Linked DNA regions of Mus musculus: all the other regions are linked to region 2. The links are chromatin contacts, called in public Hi-C maps. All regions are on one chromosome and are shown on one strand. The core of a region is the stretch at or near the end of the contact, and the rest is flanking DNA. Distances in the headings are between cores, read along the strand shown.

The links. A called contact is a pair of places that touch in the nucleus more often than the background predicts.
Region 1: a contact with region 2 is called in a Hi-C map of cerebral cortex, with 2.1 times the contacts expected there. The contact joins two enhancer-like sites. A contact is called at or near these places in 1 of 15 datasets of contacts at CTCF or cohesin (the NIH/3T3 cell line) and 2 of 484 Hi-C or Micro-C datasets (cerebellar granule neurons and cerebral cortex).
Region 3: a Hi-C map of cerebellar granule neurons shows a contact between it and region 2, with 3 times the contacts expected there. The contact joins two enhancer-like sites. A contact is called at or near these places in 4 of 484 Hi-C or Micro-C datasets (cerebellar granule neurons and cerebellum).
Region 4: a contact with region 2 is called in a Hi-C map of cerebellum, with 6 times the contacts expected there. The contact joins two enhancer-like sites. A contact is called at or near these places in 6 of 484 Hi-C or Micro-C datasets (brain, cerebellar granule neurons, cerebellum and 1 more).

Annotation. Positions count from the first base shown.
Region 1 is chr3:136,832,574-136,835,696 of GRCm38.p6, reverse strand. The region is part of intron 2 of Ppp3ca (protein phosphatase 3, catalytic subunit, alpha isoform); the gene reads right to left. Among named protein-coding and RNA genes, the nearest start is that of 1700006H20Rik, 120 kb to the left of the region's middle. Within about 2 kb of position 1,611, at least 104 of the 459 cell types and tissues checked have an H3K27ac peak or open chromatin away from gene starts, as enhancers often do. A contact at or near this core is called in cerebellar granule neurons and cerebral cortex, where this site is marked.
Region 2 is chr3:137,109,327-137,112,660 of GRCm38.p6, reverse strand. No RefSeq gene overlaps it. Among named protein-coding and RNA genes, the nearest start is that of Gm26107, 43 kb to the right of the region's middle. Within about 2 kb of position 1,965, at least 10 of the 459 cell types and tissues checked have an H3K27ac peak or open chromatin away from gene starts, as enhancers often do. A contact at or near this core is called in cerebellar granule neurons, cerebellum and cerebral cortex, where this site is marked.
Region 3 is chr3:136,779,084-136,782,138 of GRCm38.p6, reverse strand. All of the region lies in intron 1 of Ppp3ca (protein phosphatase 3, catalytic subunit, alpha isoform), which reads right to left. Among named protein-coding and RNA genes, the nearest start is that of Ppp3ca, 110 kb to the right of the region's middle. Within about 2 kb of position 1,593, at least 4 of the 459 cell types and tissues checked have an H3K27ac peak or open chromatin away from gene starts, as enhancers often do. A contact at or near this core is called in cerebellar granule neurons, where this site is marked.
Region 4 is chr3:137,414,413-137,417,582 of GRCm38.p6, reverse strand. Emcn (endomucin) reads right to left here. Exons shown (of 12, transcript NM_001163522.1): 6 at 773-862; 7 at 484-537. Among named protein-coding and RNA genes, the nearest start is that of Gm38650, 46 kb to the right of the region's middle. Within about 2 kb of position 1,887, at least 35 of the 459 cell types and tissues checked have an H3K27ac peak or open chromatin away from gene starts, as enhancers often do. A contact at or near this core is called in cerebellar granule neurons and cerebellum, where this site is marked.

The DNA.
Region 1 (3,123 bases), core at 362-2,861, 280 kb after region 2:
AGAAAAATAAACGTGTTACAACAAACTTGGTTTTAAAACTTATGACATGTATGTATGTTATTTCTATCATGAATGACGTGTGCCCGCCTCCCCATTTTAAAGGAAAGAGTCTCTCTTCTCTCCTTGGCAAATTATTTCTTAGCTTGACTATTTCATGAAATCTGAATGGTCCTATAAAAATATCAGTCTATAGAAAAAGCATCTGCTGGACTTCGGATGTGGTTCAGTAAGTAACGTGCTAACAGCCAGCACAGCGTCTCCAGCACCCACGGAAGTGCTGGGTAACATGGTACTTGTCTCTGTCCCAGAGCTGGGGAGACATAGGGAGGAGAATGCCTGCCAGCTAAGCAGAATCAATGTGGCCCAGACTCAGTGAGAGACCCTGAGTAGTGAAAACAGAGTAATGACAGTTAACAGCAATTGAGCTAGACACTCAGAGTTGACCTCTGGCCTGACACACAGATATACAGAACACAGGCACGTCCAAGTGTCACACACACACACACACACACACACACACACACACAGGTAAAGACACACAGAGACACACATACAGAGACATACATAGAAATGTATACAAATACACACATACAGATATATGCACAAATACACAGACACATATAGAGACACACATAGATAGACATACACACACACACACACACACACACACCATACACCCCCCCAAAAAAAGGAAATAAGTGTTTGTTTTTTCTGAACAGAGTCTCTCAGTGAGTAGCTGTCTTATTCTATGCACAACTTTCCTCACAGATCTACTCCTAGGTTTAATTAATTGTCTTTAGGTTTCCCAGCAAAGATAATGTTTAAAGCACATCTAAAAAGTATAGGACCTTCTAGTAGTGACACACATCCCATCATCTTCTATCCGAGACAACATGGAGCTCTGTAATTTAGAAGCCTACCTCGGAGTTGCCTGATTCCCAGGGCTCCTACCTTTACCCTTTCCTTGGCCCCCGTGGAAGAACGCCTGTGGACCCGAGTTCCTCCAGTTTGTGAATTTTGAACACACACTGGGTTTCATTTCTCCTACTCGGCATGGACTTTCACCAACGCAAGTCTGCTCAGCACCTACTCACTCCCTCAAGAAATAATGTAAGATCCAACCCGGCTTGCTATACTAAAACTGCGAAGGAAGGAAAGCACACCGCTCTTATCTTAGGAAGAGTAAACCTCCCTTTCTTTTCGGGGTACCTAGAATCGAGCCTGCTGTGTTTTACTAGGTGTATATACTCTAAAGAAATGCTTGATTAATAAAATAAAGCTGTTTTAAAAGGACACAGACACCAATTAAAGTCTGCTCATATACTGAAATTGCAGGACCGCCCCCCGCCCCCCCCCCCCCCCCCCGCCCTTACCCTGCCCCCAACTCCCCCTCTCCCCCACTAACTTCCGGAGACTTTTCTCTCTGCACTCCAGGCCACACACAGGAGCAGCAAATGGCCTTCCTGCTTTTACTGCCTGGTGCATCCCTCTCTCTCCTCAGAGGAGAAAGCAAGCCCTTTGGGGATGAGGGAGAAGCGATGTCTGGAGAGTGCTTAGCCTTTCTGCCTCAGTGTTTGTTCAGCCATGAGCTACAGCGCCTCTCTCCTGGGAGCTGGTCCATTTGGCCACAGGCTTCTGTGAGAAGGGACATTCGCATGAGTAACACAGGGAAATGCCAAGCACCAGTGACTCCGTTGTTGTTAAGTTCCCAGTCTGAGAAGCACAGAGAACTATCTCCTGCTCTAAATGCCTCCTCAGCACTTCAGGGCAGAAAGGAGATGGGGTTTTATTCTAACCTGAAATAGACATCATTTTCAAAGCAGGAAATGCCTTTTAAATGCAGAAAATCCTAAATATCTTCAAACTCATCGCAAAGCAGCTATAACATCCCCCGAGACAAGAATGGTGGATGCCAGTTCCGGGGAACACTTCCCCGGGATGACTACAGTTTTTGCTCTCATGACTGCACTATCACTGGGTCTTCAGCCCCCATCATTAAAGGCAATTAGATATGAAAACTCTTCTCAGGTCACCGAGCTCCGGGGGATGAGAATGAGAGCGCACAGCCAGCCAATGTGAATCAAGCATTGCTCTGATCCAATCGCAGCTCTCTTGGCACAACAGGAAACCTGCCCTAAAGCAAAAAGGTATCAACGATGGGCAGTCCTGGAATATGTGGAGAGCCTTTGAGCGTTCTCTGGGCCCTAATTCAATTACCTTTCGTGTCAATAAACACCAATAATGGGAGCAGTGTCACTCTCTTATGTAAGTGTCTGGCACACCCCTCAACTCACAGAACACCCCCATGTTTCCACAGGTCAAGCCTACAGAGGCCGAGTACAGACACCAGAGGTTCCCAACCAAAAGCTATTGGAGAGAAACTCAGCAAAAAGACATAAATAGAGGAAAATATATACTCCAGGGACACGGAACAAACCAATTTCCATATGCAAAATGTTCTTGAAGGAAAGAATAGGAGACTGGTGGGTATGGGCCAGTCTGTGGGAGGCCACAAGCTAGCTGCATTAAGTCCTTTAGCTGATGTCTAAAACTAAGGGTGAGTCACCGCAGATTTTTAAATAAGGGAGGAGACATGCAAAAAATGGCATTTTAGCAGAATTAATCTAGCAGATCTTTTAAAAATAGGAATTAGAAAAGAGACAAATGACACGCAAAGGAGGCAGGGAATGCCAGAGCCCCTCAGCAATCCCAGATTTAGTGAGCACAGTTTCAATTTTTCCCAAGCCATCTCCAAATGTTCTCCTTCTCAATTTTCTGGGGCACAGAGTTAAGAGGTCGGTCTGGGAAAGCAAGCTGTTAGGGCTCCATGCTTCTGTTTCCAGAAGTCGGCTATTTTCTTCTAGACAAAGGTCCTGGTCTCAGTCTTGGGCACATTTAATGATGAAAAAAGGTTTCTTTATGCAAAGTATCCCCAAGAAAATTGCAACCACAGGTGCACACACAAATGGGAAAGTATGGGACAGTGAGGAGCTGTCAGTCTGAACATTCAAGTTCCCCACATGAGTTCTGTGGGAGTGCCAGGGCTTTGGGTACCTTCTACACTTCAGGGATCTGTCAGGAAGAAGGAAACAGAAATAATAAGTAGAAAATAGATACCAACAG
Region 2 (3,334 bases), core at 716-3,215:
GCTCTAAATACAGCAGAGCTTCTCTGACCCGGCTGCTGTTCCCCTGGTTTCTAATAAAATTCTGGACAGCTAAGTATTTGAATGATGAATAGCTGCTCGGTGGCCGTTTCCTTGAGCTTCTTGGTTGTGATCTCTATCCACACCATGAGGCTTCATCCTACCTGCTGCTCTAATCTTCTGCTTGGAAGCATCATTCTCTATTCCAATTGCTTCTGTGTAAAGACATCTTTTGAAATGCAATGCCTATATGCTCCTGCAGCTCAGTTATGCTCTAACATTAAAAAAAATAGCTTGGATTCTTTGCTCTTACAACTAAGAATAATTCATTTGCTATTATCAAAGTGCCCTGCAGAGGCTTTCCTTTTCTTCCATGGAATCCAAGTTTGAGGATGTATCAATCAGCCCAGGCTAAATATATACCATGATAAAATGACTTCAAAATTTCACTGAAGTTCATTTCTTCCCAGGAGGCTTTGCTCCTTACAATCATGATCCAGGCTGATGGAGCAAGCATCATCAAAAACCCTTGTCATTGTTGTCTCAGGAGCATACAGTTCTGAAGGAACCAGTGACATACTTCTGCCTCCTTGCTACATGTGGTATGCCCCTCATCTGTTCACAATGGAGATGGTCATTTGTCCAGTCACACCTAGCCTAGGAAGGGCAACCTTATGGTCATCAGCATTAAGAAAACCAGAGCTCTGATCCACTTTCACTGAAGCCTGCAACAACCCTGCTGTTGGTTTTGACAGCCCCATCTTAGGCTTCTCCACTCGATGCATGGTAAACGTGCTCTGAACCAAGTGAAACCTTCTCATGTTTACTTAGAGGAGAAGAAGCATGAGATTTGGGTAAAATATTGGTTAAATATTTGGGGAAAAAATAGAGAAAGTAGAAAAAAGATGACATAGAAAATGTAGGAAGAAAGCAAGATAATGAAAGTAAGCATACCAAAGAAAATGTATTCTAGCATATTCAACACAGAGTCAAAAGATACAATGGACTATAGAATATTTAGAGGTCCTTTTAGAAATGTCCAGCCGGGCAGTGGTGGTGCACGCCTTTAATCCCAGCACTTGGGAGGCAAAGGCAGGCAGATTTCTGAGTTTGAGGCCAGCCTGGTCTACAGAGAGAGCTCCAGGACAGCCAGGGCTACACAGAGAAACCCTGTCTTGAAAAAACAAAAGAAAGAAAGAAAGAAAGAAAGAAAGAAAGAAAGAAAGAAAGAAAGAAAGAAAGAAAGAGAGAGAGAGAGGGAGGGAGGGAGGGAAGGAGGGAAGGAAGGAAGGAAGGAAGGAAGGAAGGAAGGAAGGAAGGAAGAAAGAAAGAAAGAAAGAAAGAAAGAAAGAAAGAAAGAAAGAAAGAAAGAAAGAAAGAAAGGTCCAACTTTCATAGACTCTCCAAAGTCCAGGATTCTTAGAAGAGCTTCCATACATGGTGTTTCCTGGACAACTAAGAACAGCAGAAATCCATAGTTTAGCATGTGGCTATTTTTAAAATATTGTTCCATACTAGGAGCATTGTCCACATGCAAACTCCAGATTAGTGGACATGAGAAGGTCAATGAACAGAGAAACCATTTCTCTGATGGGTCTCTCAGTAGGGCAACAGGCCTGGAGGGGAAGATGCTGCTGATAGAAACTGAATGGAATGAAAAGAAATTCAGAGATCAAGAAAAGGGTTCCAAGAAAAGGATCCACAAAAGGAGAAGTCCCTGATTCTGATGGGCGATAGAATTCCAGGAAACATTTTGGTTTATTGGTTGTTGGCCTTCGTTGGCTGTGACCTCTTGCACTTTGGATGACATTCCAAACATGTTAAAGTGTCAACGATAACCAGAACGAGTAGGCAGAGAGGAGGAGTTATGAATCAGTTTTCTCCCCCAGGACTAATCCAGAACACAACATACTGGAAAGCAAGCTGTGGCCAAGCCACCTGCTCCAGCACCCTGCCAGGCAAGTTCAGTGAGCCAAGATGTTGCAGAAAGACTTCAACCCACAGTTTCTGCCATTGCCAGGTGTAGCAGATGGCACCTACTGGACGTAGCTGCTTGTTAGCCTGGGGCATCTGCTCACAGGGAGCAGCCTGGCAGTGCTTGATGCTACTCTCCCCACACTCAGCTTCTGTGAGTAGATCAGAAAGCCACCAAAACAAGGACCAGCGTCAGAAGCTGCAGTATTTGACCAGTGGATAGAAGGTATGAAATTGGAGCCTACATTTCCTAAAAGGAAGGACAGTACACTCTTGTAGTATTCATATTTTTAAGAATTTTAAATAAACTTTTAAAGATTGTAGTACTCTCTGTGGATGAAGCAAAGTTTTCCTTCGAAGAAGTTAACTGCGGTTCACGTGATCAACATCCAGGAATCTAAGAATCTCCTGTTATTTTAAAAGTTGACAAACCCGTCCTGTTTAACAGGTCCATTGACCTCATAGTAGTGTGGATGTGTTCTCGTGGAACCCTGGGAGCGGGCAGAGAGGGGACAAAGAGTGTTACTGGGACTCTCCCACAGAGAACATCTCTGTGAACATTTCCTCTTGAACTGTTAATAATTCAGTGTGGGCAGAGCTCTGAAATTCTGGCAACGTACCTGGAAGGGGGCTACTGTTCATGAAGCTCCTGCTGAGGCCCGAGCTCAGGTTGGCGGAAACTGTGTGTGACTGTCAGAGAGCCCCACTTTCCCCACCCACGGGAGCATCTCCCACAGGGTGACCATATGCCGTGGAGTCCAGGAAACAGGCTCCGCTTACAAGGACACAATCCACGGAAGAGTTTATGTTCAAATGTCCATGGAGCATGTGAACGTGCGGGTGAGGCTTCTAAATTCTCTGCTCAATGTTCAAAAGAGTGTATCCAAAGGGAGCAGATAGATGGGAATCTAAAATGTGATGATTTGGTACTGAAGAGATGCCTCGATGGCTGATTGTGATTGCTTCTCTTTCAGAGGACTTGAGTTTGTTCTCAGCCTCCTATAACTCAGAATCCAGAAGATCAAATGTTGTCTTCTGTGGTACCCATCACAAACACGCACATCCAAATAAATACTTAAAACAAAGTACCTCAAATGCTATTGTTATATACTCTGGTTTCCTCAGAATATGAAACAGTCAAGGCAGAAGAGAATTCTCTCAGTGAAAATGCAGTATGATACATTTCATGTGTCTAGAGCCTGAAGTAAAGCATATTTTTTTACAATAGTGCTTTGCATACATGCATATATACTAGATGCATACATATGCACACTATTTTATGTGATAATAATCTCAGTACAATACTGCCACTGAAAGTGTAACTTGGAACCAGAACCCGAGAGCTTGCAGAAACAGAACATGA
Region 3 (3,055 bases), core at 344-2,843, 330 kb after region 2:
TTTGTTTTGCTTGTGCTTCAGTGAATTCCCACCAGTTCCATTTGCTCTGGATGCCAGAAGTTTATTGTTTGCTTAAAAGTTCTCATGACACTTGGCACATTTACATCTCAATAAGACTTAAGCATTGTATAAATTTTTGTACCATCAAACTGCTTTAAAGCAAAGAATGTGTCTTTAGCAACCAGCGCTAAAAATGATTCCTAATTGTGGCTAATCAATATTATTATCCATCTTCATTAGCAAATAAGAAAATCATGCTGTGTGTATTGTGACCTCAAAGGAGTGCTCCAAGGCAGAATGCGTGTGCATGCGCACACACACACACACACACACACACACACACACACACACACACACCCTGGGTGGGAGAAGGAGCGCTAGAGAGGAGAGAGAACAAAATTGACTGATGAGTGTTGAACCTTCCAAAAAGGCCAGATTTTACATAAAGACACAAATTTCTCGACTACAGTGCTAATCCACTTTTAAAATATAAAAACATGATATGAATAAACAAAAAAATGTTCTAGAAGAATGCATTCAATAACATGTGTTAAACATGAGTAGCATGTTTATTAACTGTAGCATGTTTTTAAAGAAATTTGCAGAGATGAAGTGCATCTTAGGACTATGTTGGAAGGAGATAAATATGGTCAAATTTCCCAAATTTATTCTCATAAAAGTCAGTCTAAATTATACCCATTTACAGTGTGTTTTAAGAAATTCTATTACATACAAATTAACCAACTATATTGACAAAAATGCTAGTTCATGTTATCGTGAATATTTAGTACTAGGATCAGAAAAACTGATCTGAGAATTTTCACGAAATCACCAACATACTAGTTTGTTAAACTAATATGATGTATTTGTCTATCAATTTAAAGCAGTTTAAAAAGTCTGCTCATTTCCCATTTCTGCATATTCACCCACATACTACATTGTCATGCAGTAAATAGGGATTTGGCTTAATGATAGAACACTTGCTTGGCATATGTGAGATGCTGGGTTTGATTCCCTTAACACACACACACTAAAAAACCATAACATCACTTACTGTATACAATAAATGTTGCCTATTTAGCAGAAAATGATGGCAGCCATGCTATACTGATTTAAGTTAATATGGTCTGAAGGTATAGAGTAGTATGTGGAATCTTTAAAACCGTAACAACTTAATATCACATAATATAAATACTTAATCTTTGATTTTTCTTCACACTAATTTGCTGTCCTAACTTAGTGCTGCTGCAGATGGGCAGGAGGATCAAAGCCCACTTTACGATGACAAGATTTCCAACTTCAGTACCATTCGCCATTAGGAAAATGTTCATGCATGCTTTATATTTGTGCAATGTTTTCACATGAAAAGTAGCAATGTTCAATATTTCATAGCTTAAGAAAATGAATTTATATTACATGTAAGGTCACTCAACTCCTGTTGATCCAGGACATAACCTCCAGGCATGAGTTGAAAAACCCACACGCTGCCAGTAAACAGAAGGCAGTCAGAGGTAGTTGCATGAATCTCTCCAAGGTTAACTCAAAACGAAGAAAATCCAAAAGCAATGGAAAGAATACCTTTGGATTTTGACCTTGATAATGAGCCACAAGCCCCATCCTGTCTTTCCTGCATTCTCCATCTGTGCTCAGGGGACCAGGCCAACATCTACATCCAAACTAGAGAAAGCAAAGATCATCAGTCAGTCGCCTTAGAGTTCCATTAATTACAGGGGCCTTCTCACCAGTAAAAGATTTCCTCTAAATTTTAGGGTCTTGTATTAAGAAGACTGGGCTACATAAGAATGTTTCTCTTATGGTTCCAAGACACCCAGAACTGGAGTTCTAATCTCCTTGTAGATATATAATTCATCTGAATTGCAAAACTTTCCTTATCTGCAAAATAGGGAGTATGATAGCATAAAGATCTTGTGACAACTGAACAAGAATGCATATCATGTATCATCTTAAAACACCTGGCATACATTAAGTGCTCATGAAAATGGTTGCTACTAGCTATCAATTATGATTGCTGATAAAATGAGACCAAATGGAGACCAAAAAGAAAAAAAAAAAGAAAAAAAGAAAAAAAAAAGTGGTGTTAACCTGTGCTGTAATTCGAAAGTAACCCTATCAAGAATCATCACAGGTCAATATCCAGAGGTGTCCTGCACTCAGGCAGAGACTTGGACCCTGAGGGTTGAGGGGGAGATCTTGTCCCTGTCCTAACTGTTTAGGTAAACAGAACTTGAAGTCAAACTGAAGAATCCTACACCGCCATAGCAAGGTGATACAAGGTTATGAGTGCTGCCTCTTGTTCTTGGACTGCTGCATTCTGGGATGTCACTTTCCAAAGGTTCACTGGCAGGACTCACTACTAAAATCACCTGTAAGATCCCTTTGTAAAAGCAAAACGAAACAAAAGTAGAGAACAAGTCTAAAGCTACAAAAGTTTCATCTGATAAGCTCTAATAACACAGAAACCCAAAGATTGACACTGGCGACACCCTGAGTGGACACATGCCCATCTTCAACCATACTGTTTTTCCTGGTGTTGATTTGAGTGAGGTGAGGCTGACAGATAGGAAGTCATTTAACCAAATGTGATATAGAAATAATAATGTCTTCAGCTAACAGTATAAACAGCCTCAAAGAACTGTGCGGTTACATTTATCAGTTCTCAAGCCAGAAAGAGAATTTGTGTCTGAACAGTTTCCAAAAACAAAAACAAAAAACAAAACAAAACAAAAATATTTAAGTAAATGAGAAAAACATAATCAAACTCTAAAAGAATATTGACTTGAGAAATGTGAATATGCAGAAATAATGGCTGAGGAGGTACCGTAAGTAGCTTAAGGGTTTGTAGTGTTATCATGAGTAACTGAAATGAATTCCCCAAAACCCATATAAAAGTTGACTACAGTAACATGTGTCTCTAATCTCAGTAGCCCTGGGAGAAGACAGGAGAAGACAGAAGAACACAAGGTCACTAGCCAGCTAGTGTAGCATACACAGGAAGTAGCAACCAGGAGACTCAGCCTCAGTCATTTTGGCAGGA
Region 4 (3,170 bases), core at 638-3,137, 300 kb before region 2:
CTTATATATGTTTATGTTAAAATAAAATTAATTACAATCAATAAGATAAAACTCCATCAAGGTTAAAAAGGCATTTTTAATAAGTTATTTGCTTTAAGAATATTTAATTGACAAATGATGAATATGTTGAAGGCATTTGGCATGGTGATTTAAATAAAACGTTACTAGTGTGGAGATTGGAGATTTTGCCTTAGCTGAATACACTTCCATTAAGCTATATTTTTGTCTTTTCTGGTAATTTCTTACTGTAGGACAAAAGTGGAAAAGAAAAACAAAAGAAAAAAGAGAAAGAAAATGGCCATGGTGTGGTAACTAAGATCAGGCTTATGAAGAATTCTTCAATCAGGCTGTAGTTTGGGTTATAATGGAGTTACATGCTGAGTAACATTGAAAACAGGTTATCCGCAGCTCCATCCCTCCACTGTTGTCATTTGCATACTCTGCACGTCTACTTCCATGAACGGAGATACACATGTTACTCACTGGAATAGGAGGGGGTGGTTGATGGAGTGGTTGCAATCTTCCTATCCTCAGTATCTGTTATTTTGAGAAAGAAAACAACTCAGTCACCTTTGATAGATACGTTAATCCACATAACTCTCCCTCTACTCCCATTTAAGGAAATATTCATGATTTATAGTTATGATGTTGCAAATGCAAATTTTTTCCTCACCCTGCAAGAGTATGTTTCACAAATGAAGATGGATTGTGCTTATTTCACAAAGAACAGTAATGTAGAAGAACTTTCCATTTAGATACACAGAAATCATACCTTGAAGCAGTGACATGGTGTGTGCAGTTGTTAGAGATGCAGAGGATGTTGCAGTGATTTTCGGCAAGGCATCCAGTAGTTGAGTAGTAACTATAGGAAAATCACAAAGCCAGGCTCAGTTTAGGTATTGAGTCTTCATATTGGATTTCTTCGTAGCTTTAGACAGTCTGCATTTTTAAAGATCTGGGAAAACACTTTATTTCTGTATAAGAGAATCATTTCTCCTGGAACCATGACAGACTTTGGCATCACATGAACTGGATATCAGTACTGCATTATCCAGATAACTGGCCAAGAAAATTTGAGCAAGTCTCGTACTCTAGTCCCCAGCTCTTAAAACCAAAAGCACGAGGTTCTTGTGAGATGTAAATCTCTGATAAGCACTAGCCACCTTTCAGGTATTTTTAATGTTGGGAAATGTTATTTAGCCCATCTCACACTATCACACATGCTTAAAATAGGTATAAATGCAGAAAGCTTCTGGTTTTATGACATTTGTCAATGGCTAAAGATAGAACATTACTATGTAGCCTTTGATAAGAAGTCCGGGAGAAATGATAGAGGCTCCTTGATTTTCTTCTATAAGACTCTACAGCTACATGAACATCTTCCATTGAACATGACTGCTAGATTGTATCCTTGACCACGATCTTTTTTCCTTTAAGGAATATATCCTTTCCATATTTAATCAGAGGACTAAATAGATTATTATTATTAAAAATTATTAAAAATTTAACTATAGGACAACATCGTTTAATATATGTAACATCATGTACTGCATCTCACTATCATACTCCTGTATCATAGCTGCTACTTCATCCTTCTACAAAGCTCCCAGAGTGCAAAGGGCCTAACTCTCTCCATCCCTCCCACCAGGTCCTGCCTCAGCCAGAGTGCACTAAACAAGGCTAACCGCTTTCTTGCACTGACACATCCACTTTGCTTAGAACCCCGTAGAGGTGTTGAGACCCTGCATAATGGCACCAGGGAGATTGATATTTCTAGGGCTGCCATGGCTCCTTTCTCCTCTGCCACCCACAGCATAGCACACGCTGCATGCTCTGTGGGGGCAGAATCATGTTGGGAGTCGACACTCTGCTTGCCAGGCAAGAGATCTGTGGGAGGGAGCTGGATACATGCCCATAGGAACAAAGAGAAATGTCAGGCTAGTGCACAAAGCAAGGGGTGGGGGGAGAGGAAAAAAAGGAAAAGAAAGAAAAAAATTAAGTAAAAGAGCAGGAGCCAGCAGAGAGCTCCATACTGTTAGTTGTGGTTGCCTGTGTCCAGGGCTGCCTGGAGGTGAATAGTCTTTTAGGTGTTTTGGTAGAGGACAAGAGGGCTTGCTGTGTAACCAATGGCTGTTGGATTTGGAACAGCTAGTTTTCAAGACTCCACAGCCTCCCTCATTCCATCCTCATTTTCAGGCCAAGGGCTGATTTAGGACAATTTCTGATTCAAAGGATACCACCCCAAGCTTTCCATATGAAAATGAATTTGATTGTCCAGGGTCTTAAGTGAATGGTAAACACAGATGAAGCAGAAACTTGCAAGTTTCTATTTTAGATTTTTTTCCTGTAACTGGAATTCTTAAGAAGTCTTTTCTGAATTGAACACACACACACACACACATTTCTGTGACTATAACAGGAGTCACAGTATGATCTGATGATCATCATTTATTGTGTTAAAAATGTGCTACTCCAAAATTCTACCAAAATTCCACTGTCAGAGAAGGACCAAGTGAAGAATAATGGAGTAGTTAGGAATATGGTTCTGAAAGCTGAGTGCCAGAGCTAAATTCTAGTTGCAAAACTCACTTCCTGTGGAGACTTGGCAAGTGATTTAACCTCTTTCTGTCTGATTTTCTTACATGTAAATGGGGTTATAATAGTTTTACATTATACTGTTGCTATAAAGATTAAGTTAGAGTAAATTTAAATAGACCAGGAGAATAAATGACCCTAGCATAGTTATTTTAAATTACATAACATTATTTAATATATGCTGTATGATATTGTTATAATGTCCTTTAGGAAGGTGAACTTTCCAACTAAAGAGAGTTTGTCTAATTTCCTAAAAAATTCAGAGTATAGCCATGTGAAACTGACATGTCAGACATTTCTATGTTTCAGGTGTATTTTTCTCAAGTCAGAAGTGGGAGAAGCTGGAACTCATGTTGCCCTTAGATCATACATGTTTGCACTGGGTCCTGATTTTTGTGATTGTGTTGGTTATTGATCTATAGAGGCATTGTGCCAAAATTTAAATGCAATTTATTAACTTCAGGTCAAAATTTACATCAAGCTATGTGAAGCAAGTGCTCTTAGAGCCAAACCTATTGCACTGAAATGTGTTCATGTTTTCCCTACATGTGCTGAGCAGGGCCACTTTTCAACTT